Linked DNA regions of Mus musculus: region 2 is linked to region 1. Evidence: chromatin contacts called from public promoter capture Hi-C data. All regions are on one chromosome and are shown on one strand. Each heading gives the region's core, a stretch centred on a gene start, on an enhancer-like site or on the middle of the called end of the contact. The rest is flanking DNA. Distances are from core to core; before and after follow the strand shown. Region 1 holds the start of Tmem98 (transmembrane protein 98). Region 2 holds the start of Ccl1 (chemokine (C-C motif) ligand 1).

Evidence for each region. Promoter capture Hi-C pulls out the DNA fragments that hold promoters and counts their contacts.
Region 2: a contact with region 1 is called in a promoter capture Hi-C map of pre-B cells, with 4 times the contacts expected there. The contact joins the promoter of Ccl1 here to the promoter of Tmem98 in region 1. A contact is called at or near these places in 2 of 39 promoter capture datasets (hippocampal neurons and pre-B cells), 1 of 15 datasets of contacts at CTCF or cohesin (the NIH/3T3 cell line) and 1 of 115 datasets of contacts at active chromatin or transcription factors (embryonic forebrain).

Annotation. Positions count from the first base shown.
Region 1 is chr11:80,808,811-80,814,047 of GRCm38.p6, forward strand. It overlaps Tmem98 (transmembrane protein 98), which reads left to right and starts at 1,556. Exons shown (of 7, transcript NM_029537.2): 1 at 1,556-1,649; 2 at 3,696-3,879. The coding sequence starts at 3,749. It overlaps Gm31228 (a long non-coding RNA gene), which reads right to left. Exons shown (of 6, transcript XR_001780272.2): 4 at 3,079-3,201; 5 at 1-319.
Region 2 is chr11:82,177,105-82,181,900 of GRCm38.p6, forward strand. Ccl1 (chemokine (C-C motif) ligand 1) reads right to left here and starts at 2,708. Exons shown (of 3, transcript NM_011329.3): 1 at 2,565-2,708; 2 at 915-1,029. The coding sequence starts at 2,640.

The sequences.
Region 1 (5,237 bases), core at 306-2,805:
CTGCATGAAAGCACTTCAGAGGGTGATAAAACCACTCCCCAGCCTTCTCTTCCAGATAGGACGCCAAGAATTGGAAGCAAAGGTCCTCCTCCCCCTCCTCCTTCCCCCTACCCCTCCTCCTCCCCCTCCCAAGTGCTGGGGATCAAACATGGCTTGTGCATGTTGGGTTCACTCTACCACTAGGCTGTGCGGTGCATACGAAGACTGGATGTTGACATTCAGTGTCCTCTTGCACTCGGTAGGTTTCTATTGCTGTGAATACCATTGCCAAAAGCAACTTGAGGAACAAAGGATTCATCTCACCTTACAGGCTTCAGTCCTGAAAGGAAGTCAGGGAAGGAACTCAGCAGGAACCTGGAGGCAGGAACTGAAGCACAGACCTCAGAGGAGTGTAGCTTACTGGCTTGCTCCTCATGGGATGCTCAACCTGCTTCCTTATACAACCTAGGACTGCTTGTCTGGAGGTGACATCCCTTGCATTGGGTAGAACACTTGTATCACATGCAAGAAGTCCTGCATCCAACCTCTAGCAGGGCAAAAAAGGAGCACAAACAAACACACCAAACTAAACAAAAAGACTGGGGTCTGGAGGAGACTATAGGCTCTGGTTTGCAGATACTGCATCGAGTTGATGGAGAAATCACCTGCATCCTTTGGTTCTTGTCATCTTAGGTCCTTGCAAGTGGGGTTGTTTTAGATCTGGACAGGCCACCCACGTTTTACTCGGCCTATGCAGGCTCTGCCTTTTCCTCAGGGCAGATCAGGATATAACTAACCATCCAAAGCCCACTCACTTCTCATTGTAAAACATGGTCTTTATAGACTTTGGGATCCTTACCCAGAATAGTCTGCTCCGTAAGCCTTTGCGGGGGGGGGGGGGGGGGGGGAGGGGGGGCCTGGAATCCTAAACTGCTGCTATCAGCTGGCATCTTTAGGCCCGAAAGCAGCCTATTGGTGACTGTCAACAGCCTGGACTGCGTCCTGACCCGTGAGGTATGTTCTCTCTGCAGTAGGATTTTTAGAACGCACGACTGCCTGCCAGGGTCCTGGCTAGGCAGTGTTTAGCAAGACTCTTTAAGTTAGGCTACTGGTTCACTTTTAGCCCTGGGCCAGGCTCTTGCCCCAAAATGTGTGCAGTGTGTCACTGACCCTGACACCAGTTTCCAGGGTCATTACAGAGGAGGGCGGCAAGGCACAGAGAAGTGAGGTCAAATCGCTCACAGCTATTGAGTCCTTACAATCAATCTGCACACAGCAGCTAGGGCAGCGACCCAGCACTGTGTAAACTGTGGGAGCTCCTACCCCCCACCCCAGGCTGTCCAGCTGGAGGGCAGTGGGTGTGGATGCATCCTGCCCTGGCTTCCGTGGGTGCACGTGGAGGGGTCCTCCGATCGTCAGTGACTGTCTCCCAGCTGCCCTGGCCTCCCGGGACGCCAATCCCCAGGCGGCCAGGGGCCTGGCGGGGACGGCGGCGCCTGGCAGCGGGGGATTTGGGTGCGCTGGCTGGGCCGCCCCGCCGGGGGTGGATCTGGGTCGTCGGCCCGCCCGCCCTCCCGGCATGCCCTGCTGCTGGCCGCTGCGGGCAGCACTCGGACTTGGCCTTGGGGGGGGATCGCGGGGAGCCGGCGTACCCCGGAGCTGCAATTGAGGTGGGTGAGCACGCGGGGCGGGTGGCGGGTGGCGGGTGGCGGGAAGGCTCTCTGTGGGCTGCTGGGACACTGCTTTGTTCTGCCCTGCGGAAACGGAGCAGCGCGCAAGTTGGGGACCAAAGTTGAGCGCGCGTACCAGCCTTCCCTGGGGGCGGCAGGCGGGCCAAAGAAGGGAGAGAGTTGGATCTTGATGGGTTTAAAATCAAATGGAGGGGAAAGCTAAGAGGGAGATGGAACGAGAAAGAGAGATGCAGGGAGAGAGGAAAAGTCACGGAGATACAGAGAACACACAAAGAAAGAAAAGCGCACAAAGGAACGCCCACACCGAGGGATCGCAGAAGGCGGCTGAGGGAAAGTTCAAGAAAGCAAAGACCTCAAAGAAAGTACTGAAAAAGAGAGAAGAGGAAAGCGGCACTCTCTTGCGGGATGGTGGTGGAGCTTGGAGAAATAGGGGCGTGGAAGGGAATATGTGGGGAGCCTGGAGAAGGGATACATTGGAGGAAAACATCTAGAGAGGAAGACATAAAAATAAGGAGGAAAGAAAACGGTTAACATTGCTAGACAGAGAAGGACAGCACAGAGTGTCTAGAGAAACTAAGGCAAACCTGTTCCCTCCCCTTCCTGCTTTCCCAACAGAGTATAAGATCAAAACAAAACAAAACAAAACAAAATAAAAACCAAAAAACTCTGTGAGAGAGCAGCGTTTGCAGACTGCTGAGGAGGCTTCCTTGGCAACTTAAGCCAGTAAAGTCCCCACCCTGTTTACCCGTTCCTCAAAATTCAGCTCAATTATCCCCAGGTTTGCGAAGGAGGCTTTTCTAGAAAGTGCCATGCAAATTGCAGTCTCTTTATTACCCAAGCCTGCACATAGCCCACCTACACAGCTGCATCCTTCTTCCCCACCAGTTCATTGTCATGGGGGAGGGGGATCTGTGTCTTCTGTCTCTAGTCTTCAGAATTCAGTGTTTGCTGTAAGCAGATGGTCAATCTGTGCTCCCCGAGTGACCATCAAGAGAGTTTGAATTCTGGGAGACATAAACATCACACATAGACTAAGTACTGTGGCGAGCCAGCCTGGGGTCCTACAGACTGCTGAGGCATAGCACTCCTTTCTGTAGGTAAAGAAACTAAACCCAGGGAGGGGAGGAAACTTTTTCAAAGGTATGCCTATGGGAGGTCTGCCCTGAAAGGATGCTGTGAAGACCACTTCTCTGAGAGGCTCTGGCCTGAGTTTAACACAGCTTGATAGGCTGCGTCACGCTGCAGGAAGTAATGGCTCACGTTCAGGATGGTGGTCCCAAAGGATTGCATCGTGTGATGATGTCCTAGCTGGTCTTAGTTTGTCTAAGTTCGGTCTGGGTGTTTGACAATGACCACAATACCTGACAGTGCATTTCTCAGAACGGAAAAGCATCTTGTTAAGCCATACCTGACTGTTGGTGTGAGAGAAGCTGCCAGATGGTGCTGCACAAGGAATACTCCACTCTGCTTCTAAGTTTTCAACTCTCAAAGTGTCGGTCGGTCACAACCCATCCCAGGGTTCTCACTCTTCCTTAGAAAGGAAAAGGAAGGTGACTCTTCACTTTGGACCAATGGCTTTCTGATGGCCAGCTATGTAGACCTGGACGAATTCTTTAACCTCCTGGAAACTCAGTTTCTTCACCATAACATAGAGATGCCCCATACGATCCTTGCTAGGCTCCACCCGGAGTATCTGACACAGAGGAGCTAGCTCCTGAGTACAACCTTCTTCTGTCCTGGCATTATTTCACTTACATGACTTACAGCATGAAGTCATCAAGGCAGGTGCAAATGTGTCCTAAGCTTCAAAACTTAGCTCATTCTAACTGGAAAATAACCACTTACCATAATAGAGAAGGGAAATTCGGGCGTGGTCTAAGATGCCCTTGGGTTTGCAGGGGGATGTGAGGGAGCCTTGCTACCCTTTCCATCCCCATTGGCCATTTGCAGCAGGTAAGACCCGGCCGCCCCTCCCCACACCTGCCGTATCTTTACCAGGTCTGCTTGACTTTATGTTCCCCACAGCTTCCACCTGCTCAGAGGATGTGAGTGGACTGAGGCTGGGAGCCCCTGGAAGCATGGAGACTGTGGTGATCGTCGCCATAGGTGTGCTGGCCACCATTTTCCTGGCCTCATTTGCTGCTTTGGTGGTGGTCTGTAGGCAGCGTTACTGCCGGCCTCGAGACCTACTACAGCGTTATGATTCCAAGTGAGTAGACTGTGATGGGGTGGGGGTGGGGCAGGGAGCTGGGGGGCTGACAACAGGAAGCCCGAGGGACAGAAGGAATTTGGAGCTGGCCGCTTCTGCCCAACTTATTCTCTCTTAAGCGGTTCCTGCAGGCCACACTTCATACTATAAAGACTCCAGAGCGTAAGAACATTCCTTAAGCATCCCAGCATCCCGAGGCACCTCTTTCTCTGTTCATTAGGTCATGGAGAAGTCACTGAACGTGTGCACCTGACACGAAAGCCCTGACTTTGCGATGCTAGCTGCCTCATTTGGCAGAGGGATTAGCCAAAGCCCTTACCAGCCAAAACCCTGGGAACGGACATCTGACACTTAGCCACACACCTAAGCAGCAGGTGTTCCAGATCATGCAGCCCCAGCACAGGGGTGCCTGTCTCCTTGCACAGATTTCTTCTTCATCATGCGTTGTTGTGTGAAATTGATTTTGTTAAGTAAGACCAGTGTAGGGATTTTGAGCAGAGAGATCCATAAGGGGTGTTAGCAACCAAACTTAGGTTTCTGGTGTTTACCTTAACTCTGTCAGCATCTCTTGTGAATGCCCATTTATATGTCCCTGGAAGGCTATGCTTTGCAAAGAATGTTTCTGTAGCTTGGGTTCTACTGAACCCTGCTGTGAAGGTGGACATAGTGTTTCTCAGAGGGGTGATGCTGTACACACGTTATAGAGCATAGGTAGGCCTGGGTGAACAGTATGTCTTTCCATACTCACACAGGTTTGAAGGGAGAAGAAAAGAAGAGCATTTGTTCTGTTTTTTTCCAAGATTGTGTCTCTGTGTATAGCCTTGGCTGTCCTAGAACTTGTTCTCTAGACCAGGCTGGCCTCGAACTCACATTGAGATCTTCCCGGCTCTGCCTCCCAGGGGCTGGGATTACAGGCTGTGCCAACCCCCACCCCACACTCTGGCATCTTTGGAATCGCGCTGACTCTGCCCCTCTCCAGCAGTTCAGCTTGTTTTGCTTCATTTGCGTGTTGGTCTGCCTTCCTGACCCAGTGTTTAGCTGTGTGCCCTTGTCTTGTGCTGTGGGCACATTACAGTTAGATCTGTACCCAGGGCAAGCATTCTGTCCTCTACCTCTGTCACTATAACAGAATCCATAAGATAACTTACTGTAAAGAGAAAAGGTTCATGGGCTTAGAGATTCTGGGCCATGATCAGGTGGACTTTCTGCGTCTAGAGATCTGATGGCGCTGCCAGATAGGAGTTCATGGAGAAACAAACTGCCCGGTTCATGGTCAGCATCGCAGAAAAAGAGACAAAGGAGAGAGCTAGTGTCTCACAGTCCCCTTTAGGGTCCGGACTTAAAGCCTTCCCACTAGG
Region 2 (4,796 bases), core at 1,458-3,957, 1.4 Mb after region 1:
CTAGAATTCCCTTTGTGGTACAGAGCACAGGAGCTGGCGGACAGTCTGATGTGTAGCTAGGACGAAACGTCCCAATCCTAGAACAACTCCTTGCTCCAGGTTTGAATATTTGTGTGTCTGCCTGGGGCCTACTGTGTGTGTGTGTGTGTGTGTGTGTGTGTGTGTGTGTGTGTGTGTTTGTAGGGTCTGAGATGTGTGGGGTATGTGTGTGTGTTAGTGTGGTATGTGTGTTTCTGTGATATAGGGGGTGTATGTGGGGATGTATGTGGGGGGTGTGGTATGTGTGTTTGTGTAGTGGGTGGTGTGTGTTTGTGTGGTGTGTGTGATATGTATATGTGGTGTGTGTGTTTGTATAGTGTGTGTGTGTGTGTGTGTGTGTGTGTGTGTGTGTGTGTGTGTGTGTGTGTTTCATGGTATATAGACATGTGTGGTGGCCAGGGGTCGGTGGTTATGAAATCTTCCTTAGTGGATTGTTTGTCCTACATTTCGAGGTAAGATCTCCCACAGAACTTTGTTAGGGCCAGCAAGCACACAGGCTATGCCTGCCTCTGCCTCATCTAGCACTGGGGTTACAAACTCACACCATCCTGCTGGGAATATGAACTCAAATCACCGTGTTTGAGCAGCCAAACTACCCACTGAGCCAACGCTCCAGCCTTGTCTGTTGTGCTTTTATTAAACATTTCTTCCTGGCTATATAGCTTGGGATCTAATCATAGGCACTTTGGGGTTCAAGCAAATAAATCAGGACCCCCCCCCCCTTCCTGGGAAGCCCCACGCCCCCTAGTGTCACTCTACACCTTAGATTGCCTGGTTGGGTTTAGACTCCCTTTTCTTGTGGAACAGCGCCATCTAGTGTGTACTATTCTCAATTCCGTCAATATTATCTCTCCCCTGGCTAGTGGCTCACTCACACCACAGCTGGGGGATCAGGACAGGAGGAGCCCATCTTTCTGTAACACTGGATAAACTTCAGGGGAAGCTCTTTCTTCAAGGTGTTCAAGCAGCAGCTATTGGAGACCGTAAGCACTAGAAGAAAAGCACAAAAAAAGACCATTCATTAGCAACCATAGCCTCTCACCCACAACAGAATTAAAAAGCAAAACCAGCCAAGTCCTTCCTAGGACAGACTCAAGCATGGAGACCACATCCCGAGGGCTGCAGTGCAGCTCTGTCTCAGCAGCAACACATTTCTAGGATGGAGACAACAATCATAAGACTGGGGAGGGGCGTCAGATGTGAGCACCCTACAAACCAGCAGGTGGTGGGGACAGAAACCACAAGCCTGCCTGAGCCATGGCTCAGCACACACTCCTGCACATACGGTGAGACTCTTCCTACCACATATACAAACCCCTTCAGTCCCAGTCTCCCAGCACAAGTGCGTGGCTCTGTGTACTGTGCTAGTACTTAAGCTCGGGGCTCTGGCCTCACATCCTAGAGGACCTGTTATCCCATCGCATGCAGGACATTGTAGTTCTTGGTTCACAGACATGGGGCTGGGTGAGGAACTCCACAAGGGCTCAGAAGGAAAAGGGGGTATTCCCAAAAAGTGGCTGGTCCACTCGCCCACACAATCTTCCACATTCCCATCCTTGGCCCTCCCCTCTTTCAGGGACCAGTAACCCCCAGTCTGCTGATTTGTACGCTCTCCTCCCACATCCCACCTTCAACATCCCTGTGTTCTAACCCTGGATCCTTCCTGTCTCGCTGTTCACAGAAACTTGCAGGTCCCCTGACCTCAGGTTGGTATTTTCCGAACAATCTAGAACATGGATTCCAGTTTATCCATACAGAAAACATCTTTAAGAGATATAATAGTTATCTGGCTGTTCACTCCTGTGGTCCTTCCTTCAGCCCCTGCCTGTCATCTGTCACACTGGAAATCAGTCTTAGTCCCTCCTCTGGACTTCAGGGATCCTAATTTGTTTTAAACAACCCCATAGGCCCTTCCAGTTGTCTGTAGGGTGAGGATCAAAATTATCTTCCACACACTAAAGCCACTTCATCTAGAAGGAGGAGGATGAAGAGGAGGAGGAGGAGGAGGAGGAGGAGAAAGGAGAAAGGAGAAAGGAGAAAGGAGAAGGGAGAAGGGAGAAGGGAGAAAGGAGGATGAGGAGGAAGAGAAAGGAGAAGGGAGAAAGGAGGAGAAGGAGAAGGAGAAGGAGAAGGAGAAGGAGAAGGAGAAGGAGAAGGAGAAGGAGAAGGAGAAGGAGAAGGAGAAGGAGAAGGAGAAGCTCCTCCCAGAACAGGGCCAGTCTTGGAACCCCATCAAGAGGATGCTGGCCCAGGTCTGTCTCTGCAGCCACCTAGTTCTAGGATTAGCAAAAGAATCAGAGGAATGGGTTTCAGGTCTGAGCTCCCCACCACGAAGTAGATGTGTGCTCCCAGTCCATAACCTTCCTCCACGCCCAGCGTCCCTATCCCATTACTGCCCGCCATTCATCTCCAGATAGGGACAGAAATGAAGCCAATGATGTCTAGGTAAGCTCTGTTCCCAGCCCAGAGTGCCTGCCTATACATCTCCCCTCCCTGGGCCCAAGCACTAGGACCCCATTACTCACTGCTCTTGCTGTCAACATCCTGTATCCACACGGCAGCCAGCAGCAGGCACATCAGTGCCATGGCAGTGGGTTTCATGGTGATAAGTTTCTGTCTCAAGCCTCTCTAGAGCAACCGCCGAATGTCTGGTGGAGCCAAGAACTCTCTCCTGCCTCACCCTGTACTGAGCTTTTATCAGAAGGCCCGGGGTGCTTTCCCAGACCATGGAGAAGAGGTGGGAGTCCCAGGGAAAAGGAACTCATACCCAATGGCCACATGGAAAACTCCTTTTCTCACCTCTCCTGGGAGGAGGGGGGCGTATTCGAGGTATGTTTGGGTGCCTAGTGGCCTTGGGAACTTCCCCAAGTGCAGAAGCAGATACCAATCTTTACGTTCTTGACAAAATACGTGGGAGCTGTCCTGGCTGAGTGGAAAGTCAAAAAAGGTGAGAGAGAGAGAGGAAGTGGCCCGTACACAGCTTGTCTAACCCACATCATTCCATTCAAAGCAGCTACAGGCCTTGGAGAAGGACAGAGCAGAGAAGGTACAATCTGCATCAAATGGAGCTTGTGTCTGGGTTCTGGCTCTGCCAATCAGCCATTGCACAAACTTCTCTAAGCTGCACATCCCTACAAAATGGAACTAGTAACACATCTCAAATCCGGGTGGTAAGAATGAAATGCAGAGCTGGGGAGATGGCTCAGTCAGCAAAGTACCTGCTACACAAGTGTGAGGACCAGAGTTTGATTCCCAGAACCCGCATACAGAGCAGGGGTAGTGGAATGATCTTGTAACCCCAGAGCTGGAGAGGCTGACCGGCTGATCCCTGGAGCTGCCTGGTTTGCCCGCTGAGCCTAGTTGGAGACCTCCAGGCCAGGGAGAGAACTTATCTCAAAAAGCAAAGTCGTTCACATGCACATAGACACATGTATGCACACCTACATACATGTACACACACACACACACACACATACACACACATACCACAGGTTGATCCTGTCTGTCTAACGTTTGGCCAACACATTTGCTATTAGTTTTATTTCTTTGTTCCCCAGCCCTTTCACAGCTTACTCTGATCCAGACCCTTGCTTGGTTACCCTTGGGACAATTGCCAATGGGGGCAAAGCCTGACCTGAGCCATCTTGCTTCAACCTATAGACAAGCCATGGAGAGCCATCCAACACAACAACGGCTCATTCAAGACAGATCTGTCATGTGGGGGGCACAGGAGAATGTTGGGGACACCCAGGGACTTCAGAGGACCCTTTCCAGACAGTGTTCTATAAGTACCATGTCCTGCAGGCTGCTGTGAAGACAGCACGTCAGGCAGGGGAAGGAGTCTGGAAAAGCCAAGTACAGAGGAACACCCTTCACTCAGCATCATGGAGAAAGCTAGAGCATGGGATGTAGATGCAGATGGGGTTGTGCAGCCAGATAAAAACAGTATATGCAGTGGGCAGTACTTGGGATAAGCAGCTCATAGGAGGCCCTCAAGAAAAAGCAGCTAAGCTTTCTGGCATTGGCATCATGGGGCCTATACACAGTGGGTTGGCTATGCTAACCTATGTTGACCTTAGCCTGTGCAACTGAAAAACCTTCAGTGTTTGTTGCCAACTGAGTGTAACTACTAGATAGTTAGAACTCTTCCCAAATAGTCAAGCTTCAGTCATCCATTTTGCTCTCCTATATCCACCATCTCATCCTTACTGTAACATCGACCTGACCACCTTCCCAGCCAACTCCCTCTGTGCCCAATCTGCTCATTTCAAACACCCTTCCTCCAATAAAAGTCATTTGCCAACCCCTGCGGGCAAATCTCAGCCTCCTTTAAGCCCCTGTGCCTGGATGGCAATCGGAAGTCCTTGTCTTCCCGCATCTCTCCACTGAGGCTCGCTCCGTGCTACCGTGGCATGTCTGAGCTGAATGAGCTTTTCAAGACCTTTGGCAGTGATGACTCTTGGCACTCCTGAGGGAGCTTTGTCGAAACTGGGAATATCTTGGCTCCATTTCAGAGTCAGAATCAAAACTCAAGTGCCTGTACTTGTGAGGAGAAAACTCCAGGCAATTGTCAAAGCACCAAGAGATAAAATCTCCACAGTATGGAGGGTGGGAGGGTGACTTTCACGAGGAGGGAAGTCTTGGGCTTGATGCTATATTGAGAATGGGGGTGGCATAGGAGGCAGAGACTCGAGCCCTGGGTATCTAAGAATAAGATCAGCTCATGATCTTTACACAGCTGGACCCATGCCAGTCAG